2 separate regions of the Lactuca sativa genome follow, and region 2 is linked to region 1. A link is a contact called in public Hi-C data. All regions are on one chromosome and are shown on one strand. The core of a region is the stretch at or near the end of the contact, and the rest is flanking DNA. Distances in the headings are between cores, read along the strand shown. Region 1 holds the start of LOC111918109 (tobamovirus multiplication protein 3). Region 2 holds the start of LOC111918128 (zinc finger CCCH domain-containing protein 17).

Region 1 (4,983 bases), core at 1,968-4,467:
TAATCTATGTATCATCAACGCACTAATTAGCTAACATGTCAAATAATTCATAATTATGGATAAAAATAAATTTTGTTATCTTTGCCTTTAAAATTACCATAATTATCATTTTTCCAACCATAACACATTTCATTAGTCATTTTGTATGTAAAACACGTTCGATTTCATTCGCCATGAAGACATAATATACCTCAATACAAATGTATCATCATATATAATAGAATACTTGCATTAAGTTACTTATTTTTTATATTAAGAATCATAATACATACTACTCTTTATTTCGGATGGTTTTACTTTGTAATATTGGTTTAAACAAGATATGTGCAAAATACCAAAACCGAGTTGCTTTATTTGGTTTCATAAATATGAAACCAAAGGCAAGTTATCAATCCCCTCCTTATGTCCTAAAACGAAACCATCTACACCTTACATCAAACCACACCTTTTTAAATGAATTTTGTCTTCTATAAACATCAAGTTTTGTATCCCATTTGCTTTCAATTGGGTTGTAAACTATAGTATCATTAAGAAGACACAAACAAATACAAATCAATACAACAAATATACATTTCACAACCCAAAGCTTCCAAAGTCTTTCTAACACCATTTGCTTGGCTTCTACACTTGTTCCTAGTTTCCTTAAATGATCACTGAGTAGAAAAACCAACTCCTTCATGTGCTTCGTTTTCTAGAGATCAGCTCCTAAATTGTCAATTTTACCCTTGTTCTCAACGAATAGGGTGATATGGCATGATGGATTGCTTAGGTGGCAACTTCCTCAAAATTATGAGAACTAGAGACGATGGTAATATTTCCACCAACTATTCCAAAGAAAATGGTAAAATAATTATTAGATTGAACTGACTGTAACTGTGACTGACAGATTGAACAACTGACTGTGATTGTGACCGATGTCAAACGAACAAAAAGTAAGATTTTTTTGACCCACACAAAAAAGGTGGAACAAAGACTCGATCTCAATTTCTCATATGTGCAAAAAGACATAAATGTCCTCCTGATAATCAAAGTAGCCCTACAAAGTTTTTCTTACCAAGTAGTATATGAAGTTGAGAACCGGATGATCCAACAAATCAAGGTTAGCAGCATCATCGAATGCATTAAAGCACATCTAACATCACAATCACAAGAGAAGAACATAATTAGAAAACTAGATGAACTTATATAAAAACACCAAAAAGATTTAAAAATTGTGTTTTGAAAATAAACTTTTGATGACTTCATAATATGTTGAAGGCCAATCATCACATAAATGAAAAAAAGTGAACTCACCATGATACATCTTACAAGGAAACACACAAAGCAGATTGCTGTAACATAGCCAACCTGCATAAAACAAACAGTGAGGAAATGACCATTTTACCCTTCTGTTTAAATGATGTTTCTATAGGAACTGTTCTAAACTAAAAAAAGTTTATATACCTCATGTAACTTCTTTCGCCGGCCTTTTGATTCTACAGGGAAATGTTGCAACATTGAAAAGAGTCTGCAAAAAAGTAAAGAGGTCTTCAAGAAATCCATTCACACCAAAGTTTTAAAAACTCATATACACAACTATGGGCAAATTGGGAATTTAGTAAAAAGTATTCAATGTACCTTCCTCCATAAAGAAGAAACCCCAATGCTGCAAACAAGGACACCACTGGAAAAGAAAATACTTAGGTGAGTCTAATGATAATTATTTTTTTTTTCAAAAAATATAATTATTCAAATAGTAGATTATATAAACTTAGGAAAACCTGCAAAAAACATCTTGGAGAGGATCACAAAAAGAGAGATAGGCTTCCACCAAATTATTAGCCATAAAACCATCTGTTAACATGTTATAAAACTGGTTAACATCTTTATACACTAACATCATACAAAAGCTACCTCATCATGAAAAAATTGTTTAAATAAGCAACATCGTTTCTCAATTTTCAAAAAATATAAAGAATAATCTTTACCTGAATTGCATAAATGATCCCATTAATTATAAAGAAAGTCGGCCTCAAACCATCAGTTGAAACTGCTCGAGCCTGTCATACATGCATAGCATTGTAACATGAACAAACTACAATTTTTAATATCACAATTACACTTAAAAAATAAATCTATAAAAATAAACCTGATAGTAAATTTCTGCCCAAAACAAAACTAAGAGAGCATAGGTAGTGAAAAATGCAAGGCTTGGCACATCAAGCAATATATGTTGAACAATCTGGGAAAAAAAATAAAATAAACAATATATGAATCTAAAGGATCAATATTTGTTAGAGAAATCAAGAAAACAGAAGTACATAGACGATGAACTATCAGAATGTTCCTAACCTCTGGTTTTAACTGTAGAACATCCCTATGGAACAAAAAGATTAAACATCTAACTGCAATAGCAATCAGTAAAACATTTATAATTAGAATTTAATGATAGGTTTATAAAGTATGCTTTTTGATAGAAAAATACAGACCTCCATTAACTAAAACATTGAGAAAATGGAAGACTTTCTGGGTGGTCCAACCATACTCTGGAACTCTTAATTGAATTCTGATCAATTGAACCTGCAACAGTTGGAAATCACATATAATTATCAATCACAATATAAATCTTGTAGTTGAAAGTAATATGTTTAGGTTCGGATTCAAGAACTAGCAATCAGAAAATCAAATCTTCCAATACATAGATGACTGATAATCCGACGTCTTACATCTTAATAGCACAATTTATGAGGAACATAAGCACATAAACAAGCTACAAACAAAAACCCATAAACATAAATCATCGAAATCAAAGTCCTGGATCAATGAAGATTCAGAATTGAAACTAATTGCAAACTCACAAGAGCAACAAGGGTGACGACGCCATAGAGAGCAGCAAGGACGTGAAAAATCAAATCCTGCCAAATTGGGGAATCGTTTAATTCATCCCACCAACTATACGCGTCCTTTAGGGTATACATCACCGATGTATCATTAAACGAGCCGAGTAAAGCCCTACCCATTGCCGGAGATACGGTAACTCGGCGACGGATTGGACCACCGGCCGGCGAATTCTTTCTAGAACGAGAACGAGCTTTCAAACGGGAACAATTATGATTCTTTTCTATAATTATAACTTGAATCAAAAGAATAAACTAAATTTGTTGTCTTTTTGTTATAAGCAAAGGAGGAGACGGAGGATTTGGGATTTTGGAAAGCCGGCAAATGTGTAATGGGGAGAGGGGGAAGAATATTTGATTTTGGAAGTCGGATCTTTGAACTAATTTCACAATTAAACCCTCATCTTTTAATATTGGCATGATTTAGTCCTCTCCTTTTTCTATTCCACACATGCCAAATGTCATCTACTATTCATAATTTCATATGTTCCCCAAAATTTATACAAGTGGTGAAATAAGGGGAATTCAATACATTGCCGAATCAAAAGAAAAAAAAAATTCTAAGTGCATTAGATGATTTGGTGTTGATTCAATAAATTTGATATTTACATTATGTGGTCCAGTTTATATAATTGAAAAACATATTGTCTTTTTTGAAATTGATCAATTTCAATGACTTTTTGTTCATTAACACGTCAAAAAGGTCCGAAAATAAATGCATATGACAAAGAAATCGTATAAGGAAAGAAAGTGACAAAAAGAAACATGTTTACATTCCCTGGTTTTAAATTATAACTAACTAAGTTTTTTTTGCTATTATTTAGATAGTTCAAACATGGAATCGATAATCAGAGCATGTTATTAATTGTTATGGAATCAAAATAGATTTATTGTTATTTTTTGGGATGCTCATAATTTTAAAATAAAAAACGCAAACACCTCTATTGTTAATCAAGATTATTTTAGTACTGTTTTTTATATTTAAATTTCATTTCCCAAGTCATGTATGGTAACTTCTATGCAAGTAATTTATGAGTAGAGTAAAATCACTAATACCATGGTTTAGTATTTTGTTTAATGTTTTTAACATGAATAATCTTTGACAAATAAGTTGAACCATAGTTAAATATAATATTGGGGTATATAAAGTAAAAGGTGGTAAAGGAAATTAATCGAAAGTGTAAGAGGTTTATTGCAAGTAATGATTGACATGTGAAGGATGTGTTGGAATGAGTTGAGAGTTGTCTGGACTGGACGAAAGGAGAGAAATACAAGGGTCCACTTGCAACGTGTACACCATGAATTTCTGAAACTTCCATACTTTTGTCGACCGTTTTTTTATAATAAAAGGTTATCAACTAGCGAAGTTTAAATTTGTTATATTTAAGTCGTAGTTTTCTTTTTTGGTTATACAATATACATACGTTCGTTATATGTGAAAGGTGATTATATTTAAGTCATTTTGTTAAATATAATTAGGTTTTTGGTGTATCTTGTTGATATGGTAGTTTAATACGATAATACAAAAATTATTGTGGAATATATTCACTAGGATTAAAAAAGTAAAACATTATTAAACCATTTACAAGATAAATTTGTTAAAATGAGAAAAACTAGAGATAAAACCAACGTGGTGATTTTGAAAATATTTTGTATATAGTTTGGTAGAGTCAATTGTAAACTTCTTTGATTTATCAAGATTTCACCTCATTTCCAAACTTCCTTTTAAAATCTCGTTATCGGTTTGTTATGCTCATGGTGGAGGTCTATTATGTAAAATTGTTAGCTCTTTCTTAAATGGATGCATCATTGTCGACATGTAGCATGTCTTCTACCTCTTTACAATAAAAAAAATTTGGAATGCATTGTTTTTTTTTTTTTTTTGTTACTTTAGATATTTTAATTCTCAGAATCTTACGAAGAAATTATAAATCACAGTAAAGCATCTGCGATGACGTCCTACCACTGAGGTGTAGAATCAGTTATCTCGGTTGAGGTGTGAAATCGATAATACTTGTTGATCACATCTAAAGTTTGTGCAAACTATATGATTAAATTGTTTTACATAAACTATATGAATTAGTTATAAAATATACGTAACTCCACT
Region 2 (5,537 bases), core at 713-3,212, 150 kb before region 1:
TCAGAATCTCCAACCTCATTGTCCACAAGAACATCAAAACCAGGAGTAGGTTCTCTTGAATATTCTTCAACATCTTTTCCATTTATACCCTCATTATCCAAAACATGAGTCTCATAGACTCCATGGTTTGACCTGTTGACCGGGAATTCATTCACAACAACATTCGCCGGTCTGTACCTAGGCTCCTCAACCACCGCCACCACCTTCTTCTCCACCCCACCACCACTGCCACCGCCGTTTCTCGCTGGAGTAGGGTTTTGTTTCATCTTTGGAGGTGGGAACTCAGTTTCTTGTTGCACAAGTTTCTGTTCTTGAATGGGTTTCTCAGAAGGTATCTTGGAAGGGTTTGTGAGATTATTAGAAGGGACAGGTGGCATGGTTTTGTTGTTGGATATGTTTGGTGGGCCATGCAAGAAAGGGCATAAATGTCCTTTCAAACAGAAGCCTTTTTGGAAGAAAATGCAAGGAACACCTTGTTTGGACATAGGGTATGAAGGTGTTTGAGCCTGAGGTAGAGTAGGTCCCACAGGAGGGGGAACTTCAGCTCCCAATAATCCATCAAGAGGCTGAAAACATAAAATAAATAAATAAATAAATTCCAACTTTTTATAAAACAATTAATGAGACTAATAATAAATACTTACAGGATGACGAAAAGCACACTTTGGATTTAAGCAATTCCCATTTAACCAGTACCAGCAATCCCTAGGGTTCACCCGTGCAATGTCACTATGGCGATACTCACACTCACTTCCCTGTTATATAACAAAAGGAATAAATTATTTAGATAATATAATAATACATAAAATGAGAAAATATGAGAAACTAAATTAGGTTATGAGTTCAAGATTCTTTAGAGGCATATGTGTTTGAATTTGTAATAGAAAGGTATAAATTTCTCAAGAACCAATGACCAAAACATTTAAAGATTTAAAATTTCTACAGTTAGAAAGAGAACACACAAACAAGTGAAACCCTAATTCATATTGTCCCACTTTTGAGTAAAAAGGAAAGCTCATCGAAGTTGAAACAAACCACGTAATACGTATCAGAAATTGCATGTTTCCTTCATCCAATAATCCATATTTGAACGCTAAATCAACAAGAAATTCTTGATTCGATACAAAGATACAAAAGGTATCACAATCCCAACATTTTGGAGCAATAATCTAAAGGTATTTATATCAATTCCGAATATAAAGTAGTCGAAATTCATAAGTGAACTCTAATTCAGCTTTGGGACAGAGGGGGCAACAAAAAGCATAAAGAAAATTACACAAATTACGATTCACGAAGATGATATCGTCTTCAAATAAGATCCAATTAATTGAATGAAACAAGAAAAAGCCTATATCAATCTCAAGATCGTTAAACGAGAGAAACAAAACCCAAAGATTTGATGCATTACAAAAAAGCAACGAATTATATAACAAGTTTTACCTTTTTACAGGTTAGGGGAGACGCAAGGAAGTAAACACAATCCGTGTTTCGTTTCAAAAACTCCTCTTCCTCCGTCGTAGCTACAGGAACAGTCGTCGACGATGATGATAGAGGCGGAGCCAATTGAGAAGCTTGCGGTGGTTGTTGTTGTTGAAGGGTACCACCAACCATGGTTGGGGTTCGAAGGGTAAACGAAGGAAACCCTGTAAAATCCAAAAAGAATACGGATGGTATGTATGGAAGGTTGGATCTAGGGTTTGTGAGGCGGCTCAACACCCCTGTTGAAGATATGGAAACAAGATATGGTGGAACATGAATTGATCTAACATTCAATCTGTTAACGAGAGGAAGAACGAAAGGAAGCCGCCTAAGTAGAGGAGGATTGAGAGAGAAAACGAGGTGAAGCCCTGCAAGTGAGGGCTGAGGGTAGAGACAAAGAACCAGACCTGGAGAGAGGCTTTAAGCCAAATTGTAACAGAATGCACCAGAGCCTGAGCCTTAAGTGCGGACCATGATCCTTGTATGAAACCATAGGTAACAATTTAAAGGGCTCATAGAGTCATGTCTAAACGGGTGATGTGAAATTTACAAAATTTCAAAATTTGTCTATCTTATTCTCTTTTTATAGTTTTAATATAGGAAAATGACTTCTTATTTTGTACATTTGATTTCAAAAATTCTATTTTTATAGTTTTAATATAGGAAGGTATGACCTATATTCTATTTTTATAGTTTTAATATAGGAAAATGATCTATAAGGGTAATATATTTTTTTACTTTGTACATGTTTACTACTTATTGTCTTTTTCTTGTAAAATAAATCTTATAACTTGTTGTTTTGTACATATTTAATCCTTATGACCGACTACTCTAGGTTAAGTTCTCATTTTTTACATATTTAGTTATTAATATTTTTTTTGGCAAAAATAAGTCATTATTGTTTGTTATACATTCATTCATTATGATTGGTTTTCTTTAAGTTTTGTTTACGTCACATCTTATGTATGACGATAATTAATGAGATGTTCTCATACATGACTTTTACCTTACTTAAATCAATCACCTAATTCACGAATCGGTCAAATAATGATAGTGCCCTAGTTTTCTCCAAGAAGAAGATGTCTTCGACTTTGGTTTCATCTATTTCAATAGCAGACAATGATATTCTTTATAATTGTTTTCTCCCAAATCGAATTGGAACTTCCAAGACAAAATAACACCTTGGAAAAAATGTTTAGGGTCTTCCCTGATTTCTTGGTTGTAGATTTTAACCATTTTCTAGAAATGGGTTTTGTTATTCTCTTCAAATTGGCCCCAAATTTTGAAGATGAGTTTGGAGCTACTAAAAGTATAACCAAAATGTTATTATTTATTAATAGTATAACCAACTGTGATGAATGTGGACACTATTTCCAACAATTGAAATCATTATTGTTAATGCATTTTCTTCACCTAATGTAATGTAGTTGGTATTGTTATTGAATGAAATTTGTATTGGTATTAAATATAGTTGGTACTTTAATATCATAGTTACTAATATCAATAGTACAATGCTATTACCAAAACCAAGACAAGTAATACATGATTCCAGTGTTTAGACGAATCACGTATGAGAACACCTCATTATTATTGTCCCATGTAGGATGTTATGTGAGCAAAACCTAAAAAAAACTCATTATAAGGATCGAATATGCACAAAAACAACAAGGACTTATTTTACAAAAAAAAAAAAAAAAAAAAGATTAAGGAGTAAATATGTAGAAACCGAGAACTTAACCTAAAGTAGTAGGTCATAATGACTGAAAGTGTACAAAAACAATAAGTTTAAGGGCTTATTTTACACCAAAAAAAAAAGACTAATAGTCTGCAAGATGAGAGCTATATTACACTTTTAGGTCATTTTTTGTCTTAATATGTATCAAATACAAAATGATAACTAAATTACTATTTTATCCAAGTTTTATTTTGTAACGCCCAGAAGTCAGGTGATTCCATTTTCGACCAAAGTAAAATTATGTTGCAAGTTAGTTCCTTACATCATGCGTACTTGGGGCGTACGCATAGCGTGGCTCGTTTAAAGAAAGTCGTGCATTCATGTAAATATGTTGGGCGCACTCACGAGTATGATAGACGTATGTAACAAATGAGCAAACCCTAATTTTTAGGGTTTGAGCACTATTTAAACATCCTTGTCCCCTAAAAACCCTTTCCTTCATCAACCTCGATCTCCCAAATCATCCATTGCTAACCCTAAACCGTTGTGTGAGTTTTTTTGAGCTTGAGAGTGTGTTTTGGTGTTCATGAAGGAAGAAGAAGGTGGTGGGATCATCTTGGAAGCTTCAAGAAATTGTAGATCTGGAACTTCCACCTTGCAAGCAACCTCCAGATGGTATAAAGTTAGAAACTTGATGAATACTCTCTTTGGATCTTTCTAGTTCATAAGTTTTATGTGTTTTGGTTCCATAGTCTTGGTGTTCATGAGTATGGCTTACTCTAAGCCATAAGAGTTGTCCTTTCATATGTTTGTAGGTGCTAAGAACCATAAAAATGTGATCTTGGTCCTTTTATCCCCTCTATGCAAGAGTTATGATGTTTTGGTTGGATATTAACTTAGTGTTTTACTTTTTGTACCACTTAACTTAGTATGATAATTTGGATCTAAAGGTGAGTTTGGACGTGAGGTCTTTAACGAATAAGCAGTTAATAAGGAGGAATGGTGTAACAACCCAAAAATCATAGAAATTTAAAATTTTCAAAAAACAACCCATTTCATCCGTAAAGTGTTTACAAAACCATTGTTTCAAAAGTATTATTCAAGATCAGATGTCACACCCCCAAACTAGAACGGCGGAATCGTTCGAGGGCGGATGACTTCATGTAGTATCGTAACAGTCGAATACATAGTAAAGAAAGTAAAACAACCATCATATATATAATTTAAAAGTTACATTGCCGAATGATACTTGTTTCAAAACAAATTACAATATGATGAAAAAAATGAGTTTTAAACTGACGCCTTAGCGTCACTTCTCCAAAAGCTGAAGTTTACTTGTATTACTGAATCCCTGAGAAATACAAGTAAATTTGAAAGAGTAGATCAGCGTTTAAGCTGGTGAGTTTATAAGTATTTAATGTCAATGTTTGTATAAATTTGAATGAAATTGTTTGTAGATGTTTGAAAACTCCTAGAAAATCCCATATTTCCTACTAGTATAAAAGTAGTCTTCTACCAAGACCCGACTGTTTTTGAAAGTTTTGCTTCTAGAAATCCAATATTTTTCCATAAGTGTGTGGTAGTTTAAAAGTTCCAAAATTGTAATGCAATAGTGTTTTTCATGCCTAGAATAGTAGATTTATGTATGTATAAAATCATTAAGACATTTGATAACCCCGTAAATCAACATGTTTTTAATACTCCATGTGAGTTTTATAACCATGCTATTGACCCAGACTGCCTGTAACAACGTTCTTCAGGCGTTGGAATGTTATGCCGTTTGTCACCCCAGACCTGCCAGTCTAACTGTAGCTAACAATTTAGGTGCGGGATTGTTAATCCCGTATAGATCTATACATAAGTATCACGCTCTCCCTACAAGATATTATAGTATCTAATACAGGACTTTAACTGCATACTTGAAAGTACGTGAAGTTGAATGTCTCACAAAAATTAGTATCAAATAGATTTACGTATGAAAAGTCCAATTATTCTTGTATATGAAATTATTTCCTTGATATAGTACTTATAGTACGTAAAATCTCATGAATATATAGTAAACTATACCTATTATAGTTTTTCCAAATGTGTGATTCGTTTGTATGATAAACCCTAGTGTAGTGTCGGCTTTGTATGTAAAGTATAACATTTGTAATAACATTATTGAACATTTATACTCAAAATATAAATAAAGTGTTTGATATTTATATAACAACATGTTTCATTCCAAAAAGACAATGTGTTATCATGATATGTTGTATGAGAATGTTTTCGTATGATAGTTATAAATCACATATGATCTATTATATAACAAAAGTATAGCAAAAAATTAATGTTTTTCACACGAGGATAATCGTGTGCGTACTTGTACCCCCCCCCCCCT

Evidence for each region. A called contact is a pair of places that touch in the nucleus more often than the background predicts.
Region 2: a contact with region 1 is called in a Hi-C map of seed, with 4 times the contacts expected there. The contact joins the promoter of LOC111918128 here to the promoter of LOC111918109 in region 1. A contact is called at or near these places in 2 of 4 Hi-C or Micro-C datasets (bud and seed).

The regions. Positions count from the first base shown.
Region 1 is chr8:46,055,035-46,060,017 of Lsat_Salinas_v11, reverse strand. It overlaps LOC111918109 (tobamovirus multiplication protein 3), which reads right to left and starts at 3,217. Exons shown (of 11, transcript XM_023913776.2): 1 at 2,838-3,217; 2 at 2,469-2,559; 3 at 2,332-2,384; 4 at 2,129-2,221; 5 at 1,968-2,039; 6 at 1,761-1,833; 7 at 1,618-1,663; 8 at 1,444-1,507; 9 at 1,294-1,347; 10 at 1,055-1,132; 11 at 430-824. The coding sequence starts at 2,999. The coding sequence ends at 732.
Region 2 is chr8:46,206,444-46,211,980 of Lsat_Salinas_v11, reverse strand. It overlaps LOC111918128 (zinc finger CCCH domain-containing protein 17), which reads right to left and starts at 1,962. Exons shown (of 3, transcript XM_023913797.2): 1 at 1,441-1,962; 2 at 645-755; 3 at 1-566. The coding sequence starts at 1,611.